Regions from separate parts of the Sus scrofa genome. Here all the other regions are linked to region 4. A link is a contact called in public Hi-C and targeted proximity ligation data. All regions are on one chromosome and are shown on one strand. The core of a region is the stretch at or near the end of the contact, and the rest is flanking DNA. Distances in the headings are between cores, read along the strand shown. Region 1 overlaps MTSS1 (metastasis suppressor protein 1). Region 2 overlaps MTSS1 (metastasis suppressor protein 1). Region 3 holds the start of NDUFB9 (NADH dehydrogenase [ubiquinone] 1 beta subcomplex subunit 9). Region 4 has its middle 43 kb from the start of ZNF572.

Region 1 (2,700 bases), core at 56-2,555, 260 kb before region 4:
TTTATGTATGAAAGCAGACCTTCCTCAAAAGGACGAGATGGCCATGACCTTCTCTAGGTCACTCCCACTGAGACCAGTAAGAAGGTTACTGTACACGCCAGTCCTTAGATAAGAGACATAAAAAGTCCCAATCCCTTCTGTCTCTTTGTACTTTCCCTTCATCATCCTCTCAAACCACTCTGCAGAAATATTTACAAACGTGAAGAGCTCTCCATCACTGAGGACATACCTCTTACCGAAGGAGTTATGACACCTGGAAAAATAAAAGGCACCAAGTCTGACTTTTGTGCTCAGCTGACTAGAGCCTTCAAATTTCCTTGACCTAAATGCCTCTTCTCAGATGCCATTAGAGATTCTCATACTAAGTCAGTCAGAAAGAGGACGAAAAATAACCATATGATCCCCCCTTGCATGTGGAGTCTCAAATGGGGCACAAATGAACCACTCTACGAAACAGAGACAGACTCATGGTCGTAGAGCACGGACTTGTGGTTGCCAGGGGAGACGGGGAAGGGAGTGGGATGGACTGGGACTCTGGGTAGCAGATGCAAACTATTCCATTTAGAATGGATAAGCACAGGGAACTCTGTCCAGGCTCGTGGGATAGACCATGATGGAAGATGATGTAAGAAAGGGAATGTATATAGATGTATGACTGGTGACTTTGCTGGACAACAGATACTGGCACAACACTGTAAATCAATTACACTTTAATTTCAAAAGGTTTTTTTTTTTCATGTGTTGAAAAAGAAAATAAATAAATCCCTTTTCTCCCCAGCTGTTGGAAGGTATACAGTCCATGCCCTTGGTATTCAACACTGGTCCCTGGAATGGAGCATTCCCAGCCCCACCCCAAACTGGCTGAATCAGAACCTGCGTCTTACCAGATTCCAAGGGTTGCCTGACATATATTAGTGCTTGACAAACACTGTTCTACGCAACAACTTTAAAAGACAGCAAATGATTTTAAAAAGCCCTAATGACTTCTGTTTGTACAAAATAACAAACCCTCAACTGTTTGCTTCTTTACAAAACAGCGGAACTGGCCCCTGTTTCCTCATTTACTAAAAGGGAACAAACACCGCCCATTCTCAACACGGCACTACCTCCCTGGATTTTTTTGTTAATGCCGAACACCTCTCTAGCTCGGAGCCTTGGAACACAAGAGACGTTCCATTAAACACCCACTTCGTAACCCTCCAACTCTCACTTCCCTCCTCTCGCTTTCTTTCTATAAGTCAACCTCACTTGGGGATGACAAAGTGAGAAGAGAAGACTAAGGAGCAGCCCTTGAGAGGAGGAAACAGACAAACACGGAGAACCAGCCACAGGACAGAGCTGCTCTGGTTTGCCTGGACAACAAGATCCAAGTGAACACACCTCAGTAAGGTGAGAGGGTGCTGGCCGTGCCTTCCCTTAGCTAGCAGGTCCTAAAACATGGCTGTGGTCCCCAAAGTTTCAGAAGACATGGGATTTCTTTGCTACAAAGCTCAGCTGAAAATTTACATGTAAACAGAGACATGTGTGAGGCCTGACATAACCCAGCCAAAGGTCCTAACACCTCTGTTCCTATACAATCCCCCCACCCCCACCCCTCGTCCTTCTAGCCAGGGTGCAGGCAAATCCTGACGACCGTCACCCACTGTGGGTGATCTCCCTTCTGCCACGCTAGGCTGCTCGCATCTGGGGCAATAGGCTTATTCATCCTGACACCCTCCACAAGCGCGAGACCCAGGAGACAGGGGCGTGGGTGTCCCGAGCTGTTATCGCCTGTATTGCACCTGTCCTCTCACTGAGGCCAAATTAAATGCCCAGTACATACACCAGGGATCAAACGGGTCTCTGAGGAAGCTCCTGAACACCAGCTCTCGGAAGACACAAAGGTAAGTGCGTTGGTTTTCCAGACTCCTCGGGCTGCGACACAAAAGTCCAAAGCAGCCTCGGACACAGGTCCCTGGGCTTATTCAAAGTTCTGGCAGCTTTCTTGCTTTCTTTTTTTATTAAACACGTTTTGAAACTCTGAAGGCAAGGAAAAATGAAACAAAGGTTATGAACTCGGGGAGCTTACCTCCAAAAAAATTTTCCAAAGGGCAGCCAGTGTGACACAATCATGTTGACAGCTGTGACAAGTGAAGCTTTATTTGCCCGAGAGCCTTCCCTGTTCACTTAGCTGTGATCACTGAGGCCTCATGATCCCTGCTAAGGAAATGCACACCCACCTGTCGCCCAGAGCCTCGGAGCTCGCAGAAAGTCTCCGAGAATTCCTGGACAGTGAGCACCATCACCACTGGGGAGGGTGCCCTGGAGAGGGGCTGCTTCATGTCTTGGCATAAGGGCCCCGGGACCCTGTGCCATGGCCTTGGAGCCTCGTTAGAGGAACCAACCCTCAGCATGTTCAGTGGGCAGAGAGCCAATGGCAAACGACTCCACTGACTTGATCTTTCAAGACTGGTTTACACCATCTGAAAATTCAAAGGTCTAGAACTCAGAACTAAGATGAGACTCTCCTCTGGCGTCCATGGAAATGGCCAAGAAAGGAATGATCTTCCAATCTCCTGCGGGACGTGCCCTGTACCTTACACGGTCCTCCTGCTCTAATATCACAACAACCCAAAGGCTCAGACATAACCCCAAAGACTAGGAAACTGTGGCCCTGCTATGGGCTAGAATTAAGCACCAGGCTCCGGGACTATACACGCT
Region 2 (2,700 bases), core at 106-2,605, 310 kb before region 4:
TCCATGTCCCCACTGGATGTACTGGTTTTAAGACACAGTCATCTTCTCAGGTCCACAAGCGCAGAGTTGTCTCGGCGCTGACTTCATGTACACAAGCCTGTTTACTTCTTTCCCAGCAGTAGCGTCGGGAGGACAGCCACTGCCCATGACCCCAGCACAGGTCCTGGCGATTCTAGCTCCCAAATGGACTTGACTCTGTCCCCTGCTTCACCTCTGCGACTGCCATCTCCACCGTGCCATCCTGACCTCTCACCTGGACGGCTCCACCAGCCCCTAACATGTCGCCCCGACTGCACGTGGTCCAGCTGTGCCCAGAGCAGCCCCATGTGACTTTCAAAACACAAATCGCCACTTTTCACCGTCCCATGACCTTAACCTGGCCTGTCCTGCAAGGCACCCGTGGATCAGTCTGTCCACTTGCGCCTTCAGCTTCTTGGACCACCCTCTGCCCTCCTTCCTGCCCTCCTCCCTCCACTTTCCAGGCAGGCGCTTCTCCAGGGTCTGGCTCCATCACACCTGCACGTCCGCTCATGCCCCTCCCACCAGTCCAACACCTGTTCATCCAGCAGGTCATGGTCCTTCACGAAAGTCCTCCTTGAACCCTCTCACCAGACTAGGGTTCTCTTCTCGGAAGTTCCTTATATGTATCTTTCATGACACTCCTCCCAGCCCTAAATTCATCTGTATTTCTTCAGTTCTTTGATGGATGGCAGTCTCCCCTACTGACCACCCATGAGGACAGAAACTAAATTTTTTTTTTTTGTCTTTTCCATGGCCGCACCCACAGCACATGAAGGTTCCCAGGCTAGGGGTCTAATCGGAGCTTTAGCCACTGGCCTATGCCAAAGCCACATCAATTCGGGATCCAAGCCATGTCTACAACCTACATCACAGCTCATGGCAATGCCAGATCCTTAACCCAATGAGCAAGGCCAGGGATCGAACCAGCAACCTCATTGTTCCTAGGCGGATTTGTTAACCACTGAGCCACAACAGGAACTCCCCAGAAACTATAAGAAGACAGTACTGCGTCTTCTCCCTCAGCTCACCTACCTGCAAATATTTGCGAATGGGGAGTTCCCCTTGTGGCTTAGTGGTAATGAACCTGACCAGTATCCATGAGGACACGGGTCCAATCCCTGGTCTCGCCTGGTGGGTTACGGATCTGGCATTGCAGTGTAGGTCGCAGACGTGGCTTGGATTCCGTGTGTCTGTGGCTGTAGCTCCGATTCAACCTCTAGCCAAGGAATTTCCATGTGCCACAAATGCGGTCCTAAAAAGCAAAAAAAAAAAAAGCAAATAATTGAGGCCCTGATATAATAATTTGATCTGAGTTTGCTCACTGGCTCAACCACTGTGCCCTTAAATGGCCTAACACTGGAAAATGAGCAAATTCCAGGACAGCTCATCAGCCAAAAGCGGGGCGGGGGGGTGGGGTGGCGGGTGGTGCCTGAAACGGCCTTTCCAGACAAAATTCCTGAGCAAAGCCTTGCTTGTGACCTTTTCTGTAAAATCTAAGCCATCTCAGTCTTGAGATTTTTCTTCCCCCCTGCCAGTTTCCAGGCGGTAGCTGGATGCATGCTGGAGAATTCTGCTGAACAGCCGCCAACAGCCCCTCATTCCCCCCCCACAGGGGAAATCATATGATTCTTCTCTTTACAAAAAAAATACTCCTGGGGCAAAGCATTATTAACAGGCACCAAGTTATGGGCCAAAGCAGCACCCCTAAAGGAGAAAGGATTTGATCTGATTTTTTTTTTTTAAGTAGGTAGAGTTCACAAAGCTTTTTGGAATGAAATCAAGATCCTGTATTTCCCCGACATTTACATTTCAATTTTCCTTCATCTTGACGTAAATGTTCAGGGTGGGAATTAATGCCCCTTTTGATGGGGGGGGGCAGGCTGGGGGGAGGTGGGAGGGGCCTTGCACAGGACCCCTGAGCTGGGTGTGGGCACAGACGCCACCCCTCCCGTCTTTCTCATTCAGGAGTCCACAGTCTTTGAAGCTTCCCTTGCAGGGCAAACATAAGCCCTGGGAACACAGGGGGTGAAACGCCCTGCGTAGTAACAGCCCAATCAAAAAGCCAGTCAAGTGTGACAAGCATCATCTGGAAGCCCCCAGCCTCTTCTTGCACACACTGCAGCCCACAGCGGAGCCTTGTGGCTAAACCAAGCCAGATGCGGTTCTCAGGCAAAGGGCTTTCAAACGGGAAAGAACCAACTGGAGACACGCTGGGCCATCAGAAAAGAACCCAAAGCCATCTCTTTTTGCCCAGACAGATGCATGGAGAAGCCATCAGAATCCCACAAAACGACTCCCATCTGCTCCTGACACATGCATGCAAATACCGTACTTCATCTGAAGATGCCTGCTTTTTCACATTTTTATATCTTACAAATTAAGACGTCTTACAGTCAGTGGGGCATCAGTTTAATGGGGATTTTTCTTTTTTCATGGTCCAGAAAACAATAGTGCATCTTACAACTGATGGCATCTGAGTCAACAACATATGGGATATGAATACTGAAAAATGGGCTATAATTATAGAAATGCAAGCTGATGCTGGAGACTAGAACTTGGAATTAAAAAATCCCCCTTTTCCACCAAAGGAGGCTCTCCTTATCACCCCTTCGTACATCAGCTTCCCTAACACCCTGCAGCAGTTTTTGATTGATTCCCAAAGCAAAACCAAACAGAAAT
Region 3 (2,700 bases), core at 135-2,634, 350 kb before region 4:
AAATTAACTCTCAGATCTAAATTTATAATCTTAACCACTCTCCTGAGTGCCAGACATTTCCAATTGCTCAGTAAATATCTCTACCCAAAAGGTCCTATAAGAGTCTGAAACTTAACCGAATCCAAACGGATCTTGCTGTAGCACCCAGCCACTCCCATTACGTTTCCATTTCACATTTAGGTTATTTATCCCAACCCTGAATCATCTCTGTTCTCTCCTTTATCTGACATAAACACTCAGCTGCTAAACGCTGCATACGTATCTCTCTTCTCTTTGTCTCTCCCGTTTCCGGTGTCGTAGTTCAAGCTCTGAAATGCTTCTCTGCCTCTCCCTACGCCCCACCAAACCTAACAGCTGTCAGGATTACTGTACTAAAGCAGAGATGTGATCACTGTCATTTTCCACCTTCAAGTAGCTGGAAACTTCACAAAAACAAGGATCATGCCCAGCTTTACCCACTGCTGTATCCCATAGCCCAGGGCCCCCAATATGTACTGGCCCTCAATGATTTACTTAATGAATGCTCCTGGTGAAAAGTCTTCAGCGAGGCTCTACTCTATACACAGTAAAATTAACCTCATCAAGACATTCGAGTCCCAAGTTACCCTTCCAATCCTAGCTCTCACACTGTCCCATACTTGTAAATGCCTGATACAAGTATGCTTATTCCTTTAGTTTCTGTCGCATTTTCCCTCTCTTGTTCTACCCATGCTGAATGGATTACCGTACTTGTCAGGTAATAGAACTTGTTTCTCTTCCCGCTATTTATGCCGTCAGTTTCCCCACCAGATGGGGATGACAGCAGAGCAGGGACCTGGCCTGTATTCCTAGGCCGGTGCCGGGCAAACCAGGGTCGAACCAGGGTCGTTCAGTAACTGCGATATGAACGCACGAATTAGCGAATAAACGGGTGCCTCGAAGCTATCCTCCTCTCCACCGCGGAGACGGGAAAAGGCGGGAGGTGCAGAAGGGATGGAGGGTCAGCTAGGGACTGGCCTTCTGGGGTTTTTTTGGTAGCTCTGCCTCCTTTTATCTTTTTATTCAATACAACGCATGCTGGGAAAAGCATAAATCATAATGCAGCTCGTGAATTTCCACAAATAAGCACACCCGTGAAGCCAGCACCCAAACCGCGATCCTGAACATTATTAGCACCCAGAAACCTCCCCGCGCCCTCTTCCATAGGGTGCACTTTCAACCCGCAAAGAGCCGGAGAGCTCACATCCTGGGCCCTCCGGCGGCGGTGGGCGACGCCTGAGGATTGCAAGGCCAAAGATCCAGGAAAAGTCTTACCCACGAACTTGAACCGGCTCATGACTGCAGCCCTGGCTCCTCCCCGGCGGAAGCGGAAGTGGCCGCCGCTCGCCCCGCCCTTCCGGGGAAGCCCCACCCCTCGTTTTCCGGCAGCGCCCGCGGCCGCTGAAGGTGAGCGGGCCGTCATGGCTTTCTCGGCGCCGGCGGCCTACCTGACCCACCAGCAGAAGGTGCTGCGGCTTTATAAGCGGGCGCTGCGCCACCTGGAGTCGTGGTGCGTCCACAGGTGAGAGAGGGGGACCCACGGCGCGGGGAGGTGAGGCGGAGGCCTCCACGGAGGCCGAAAGGCCCTAGTGACCCGGGGGGAGGGGAGAGAGGTGTCAAGGACTTCGGGAACGGGGTGGAAGGCGACGTCTCGACCCACAGAGCCCCCGCGTAGACCCGGGTTCGAATGCAGACTTCGTCGCCCGCAGGTGCGCGAGACCTTGAAGAATTGCTTATTTGGCCCAGGCCTCACTTTTCTGATCAGGAAAATGGACACAGGACCCAGTGTCGAGGGTGGCATGTCGATTAAGAAAGTGCCTCCGGCGTTCACTAAGTAATAGTTTTCTTCATGACCTTCTCGTTCCTAATATTAGCAGTAATAATCTATGCATATTTTCTCTTGTCCTCACAACTCTGGGAGTTAGGGATTATTTGGCCTTATTTTATAGATGAGGAGAGAGAAGCTAGAGAGTAATTTGTTCAAGGCCCTGAATCTGGTAAGTGGCCAGCCAGGATTAAAACTCAGGTGTCTTAACCACAAAGCATCATTATCCTTCCCATCAGCTTTTCTTGTTTTAGCTTCATCCATTCCTTTTTATTATCTTCACATTGCATGAATTCTCATCATCTCTCTCTCTTCATCTAAGATTAGTCATAGAACATATTCATAAAACATACAGATTTTTGTGACCTACACGCAATGCATGGTGGGGTGACAACCCAAAATGTGTGAATGCCAGACCTCCACTCCCTTAGCCAAATCCTAAAACCTTGTCCCACAAAGAAGGGCCTTTGAGAAAAACCTCTAAACAATGAGAAACTGAGTACATCTGGAAGAGTTGTGGAAAGGATCCTTGATTGCATATATGGGCTTATTGTAAAGTCATTGACCTACTTCTCTTTGCTAAGTAGGAAGATGGCCAGGTTCAAGGTTGTAAGATTAATTACTTCCCTAATTTCTCCTTATTCATTCATCTGACAGAATTTGCATTCCAGGTGTATGCTGACTGATGCATAAATAAGCCTATAAGGCTTCTTTCTCATCTGTAGCAACTAGTGGATAAATGGGGAAGATGGACCTATAAACAAATAGATAACATGGAGAATTATCAGTTATATAAAAAGGAAGGAAGTTGAGCCGTCAAGAATTCTACATATAGAGTTCCCATCGTGGCTCGGTGG
Region 4 (2,700 bases), core at 38-2,537:
CATGGCAAGTTAACACAGGTAAATGTTTGCTTTGCCACACATTACGCTCTACTAAGCTCTCCTCACATTCCTTGCCAAGCAAATCTGCTTCGGGTGGGGAACTGATATTTTCCATGAATGGAAAGACGTAGGTTGGAGTCTCACCTCTGACACTGTGGCGGCCATGTGAATACAAGCCAATCATTTCAGCTTTTGGAGTCTCCTTTCCTCATGTGAAGCGAGGATTGCCCTAAGGAACCTGGGGATAATAAGATGTCAGTATCTTTCCCTAAACCTGCTCCTCCCCCTGATTCCCATCTCAGCACCACCCACGTGCCCAAACCAGGAACCTGGATGACTCAGTCTCTGTGCCTGCCTTCTCCATACCCCCACGCCCAGGCAGTTGCCAAGTCTGAACTAGTCTACTCGTAAATCTCTCCTACATCTCTTCCACCTCTGTCTCTCTCTCCTCTAGCCATCATTTCTCACCTAAACCATTGCAGTATTCTCCCTAATTGGCCTTTCCCATTCATCATCCATACCACTAATGAAATAATTTTTCTACTATAGCAGTACCTTACCTCAAAGTTTTAAATCGCACACACACCCCACCCCCCATTTTTCAGAGAGAGCAGATTCCTTACCTTGGCACTGATCTGGCTCCTGCTCATCTCTTAATCCCACTGCCCATGCCTCCCCAACACTTCCTGTAAACTCCAGCCATTTTCGGAAATGAGCCCTTCTCAGTCCCCTCTCCCTGACTTTGCACATGTTGTTCCATCTGTCTGCATGGCCCCCTCTGCTGCCTGGCATTCCCGAGATGGCCAGGGCTCTGTTTAGCATCACCTGGGGGCTGCCCTGACTTGCCAGTCTGTCCATCATCCCTCTTTATATTTCCATGATAACCCATGCCTAACTCGGTCATGACACAGGGCTTAACACATAGCTGGCACTTAATACAAGTTTATCAAGTGGGTCGACTGTTAGGCATTAGTAAGAACATGAAACTCGAAAATCCCAGTATAGCTTGTAATGAGCTATTAGGGTTCTTTTTTTTTTTCCCCTCTTCTTTGGCACTAATTTAAGATACTTATTCATAATCTTTTGGAGCTAATCTAACTTCAGCCCTGCGCAGAAGCAGAGGAATAAATGAGGTGACTTCTGAGCTCTTCCAGCTCAGTGGGTGATCTTGGCCAAAGAATGAAGTCTGGATTCAAAGGGATGTGGGACTGAATTCCAACTCTGCCACCTAATAGCTGAATGACCTCGGGCCTTAACCTCAGGAAAATAATGGGACGTGTACAAAGCGTCATGAGCAGGCGATGAAATCATGCAGAAGCGGAGGGAAGGCGGAGCTTGGCAGATGGGAAGCGCCCAGTAAGTGTTAGTATACCTCCACCTAGTGGTGCGTGAAAAGAAGGGCAGGTTGGGGTGAAAGGGTATCAGGAGGCTCCAGGGAGGTGGGAATGGATGAGGCAGAGTGGTGAGCTTGGTCTGAAGAACAGTATCTCTTTCAGTGAATAGCAGAATGGGAAGTGGACAGCAAGCAGCTCATGGGCATGGGGTCACCTTTTATAAACAATCAGAGCAGCTGAGGTGGAAGGCATTGGGCGAATAGTGCCAGCCCATGGTTGGATCTGTAGGCACCAAGGTATTTTCCAGAGTGAGAGAAAGTGGGCTTAGGCCTTCCTCCAGCCTGTGGTGATCCCAGGTAAAGGCCATGGCCATGCCTTCCTTCCACCAAGATGTTACAAGCACCCAGCTGCTGCTCAGCCCCACCGTGCTCCCTTTCACCTCACCTGCTTGGTTTTCTTTTATTCTTAGTACTGGTGACCTAATATTTTACAGAATTTTCTTATTTTCGTGGCTCTCTCTACTAGATCATAAACCTAGGAAAGCAAAGATTTTGTCCAGTGTCTTGTGGCGGCTGTAATCCCAGCCACCACCACCCTGCCAGTATCAGGTGATACTGAATAAATGAACAGATAAATTCTATTCATGTAATCTCTTCCACTAGAATGTAAACTCCATGACTATAGGATTGTATCAGTTACGTACTGTTGTATAACAAATCACACCAAGAATTTAGCATTTTATTTTATTTTTTGCTTTTTTGGGACTGCGCCTACAGCATATGGAGGTTCCCAAGCCAGGGATCTAAGCAGAGCTACAGCTGCTGGCCTACACTGCAGCTCATGGCAACGCTGGATCCTTAACCCACTGAGTGAGGCCAGGGATCGAACCTGCAACCTCATAGTTCCTGGTCAGATTTGTTTCCACTGTGCCATGACGGGAATTCCAAAACTCAGTATTTATGGATCAGGAATTTGGGAAGGGCTCAGTAGGGCAGTTCTGGGTCAGGGTCTCTCATGAAGTTGAACCTCAGCTGCCAGGGGGGTTACAGTCATGTGAAGACTTGACAGAGCTGGAGGGTCCATTTCCAAGGTGGCTCACTCTATTGACAGTTGCTGCCAAGCTGGTCCTCCATGTCCCTGTGGACATTTGTCAGGGCTGCACTGCCTTCCTGCCATGGCAGCTGGCTTCCCCCAGAGTGAGCAACCCAAGAGACCACAAAGGAAGCTGAAAATGCCTTTATGATTGAATCTTATGCTACCGGTCACTAGAGTCACATGTCACCACTCCCTCCATGGACTGTCCGTCACACAGTCCAACCTCAATTCAGTTGGGATGAAACATAGGAGGCCACAAATACCAGGAGGA

What was found. Hi-C and Micro-C count contacts between places; a contact is called where the count stands out from the background.
Region 1: a targeted proximity ligation map of alveolar macrophages shows a contact between it and region 4. A contact is called at or near these places in 1 of 47 Hi-C or Micro-C datasets (liver) and 2 of 2 datasets of targeted methods (alveolar macrophages and skeletal muscle).
Region 2: a Hi-C map of embryonic fibroblasts shows a contact between it and region 4, with 3 times the contacts expected there. A contact is called at or near these places in 14 of 47 Hi-C or Micro-C datasets (blood, brain, embryonic fibroblasts and 9 more) and 2 of 2 datasets of targeted methods (alveolar macrophages and skeletal muscle).
Region 3: a contact with region 4 is called in a targeted proximity ligation map of alveolar macrophages. A contact is called at or near these places in 3 of 5 promoter capture datasets (fetal skeletal muscle and liver), 7 of 47 Hi-C or Micro-C datasets (alveolar macrophages, embryonic fibroblasts, liver and 2 more) and 1 of 2 datasets of targeted methods (alveolar macrophages).

What each region holds. Positions count from the first base shown.
Region 1 is chr4:15,025,501-15,028,200 of Sscrofa11.1, reverse strand. The region is part of intron 3 of MTSS1 (metastasis suppressor protein 1); the gene reads right to left. Among named protein-coding and RNA genes, the nearest start is that of NDUFB9, 86 kb to the left of the region's middle.
Region 2 is chr4:15,078,691-15,081,390 of Sscrofa11.1, reverse strand. The region is part of intron 6 of MTSS1 (metastasis suppressor protein 1); the gene reads right to left. Among named protein-coding and RNA genes, the nearest start is that of NDUFB9, 33 kb to the left of the region's middle.
Region 3 is chr4:15,111,965-15,114,664 of Sscrofa11.1, reverse strand. NDUFB9 (NADH dehydrogenase [ubiquinone] 1 beta subcomplex subunit 9) reads left to right here and starts at 1,384. Exons shown (of 4, transcript XM_013996497.1): 1 at 1,384-1,540. The coding sequence starts at 1,440. TATDN1 (TatD DNase domain containing 1) reads right to left here and starts at 1,319. Exons shown (of 12, transcript NM_001244525.1): 1 at 1,294-1,319. The coding sequence starts at 1,315.
Region 4 is chr4:14,764,523-14,767,222 of Sscrofa11.1, reverse strand. No RefSeq gene overlaps it. Among named protein-coding and RNA genes, the nearest start is that of ZNF572, 43 kb to the right of the region's middle.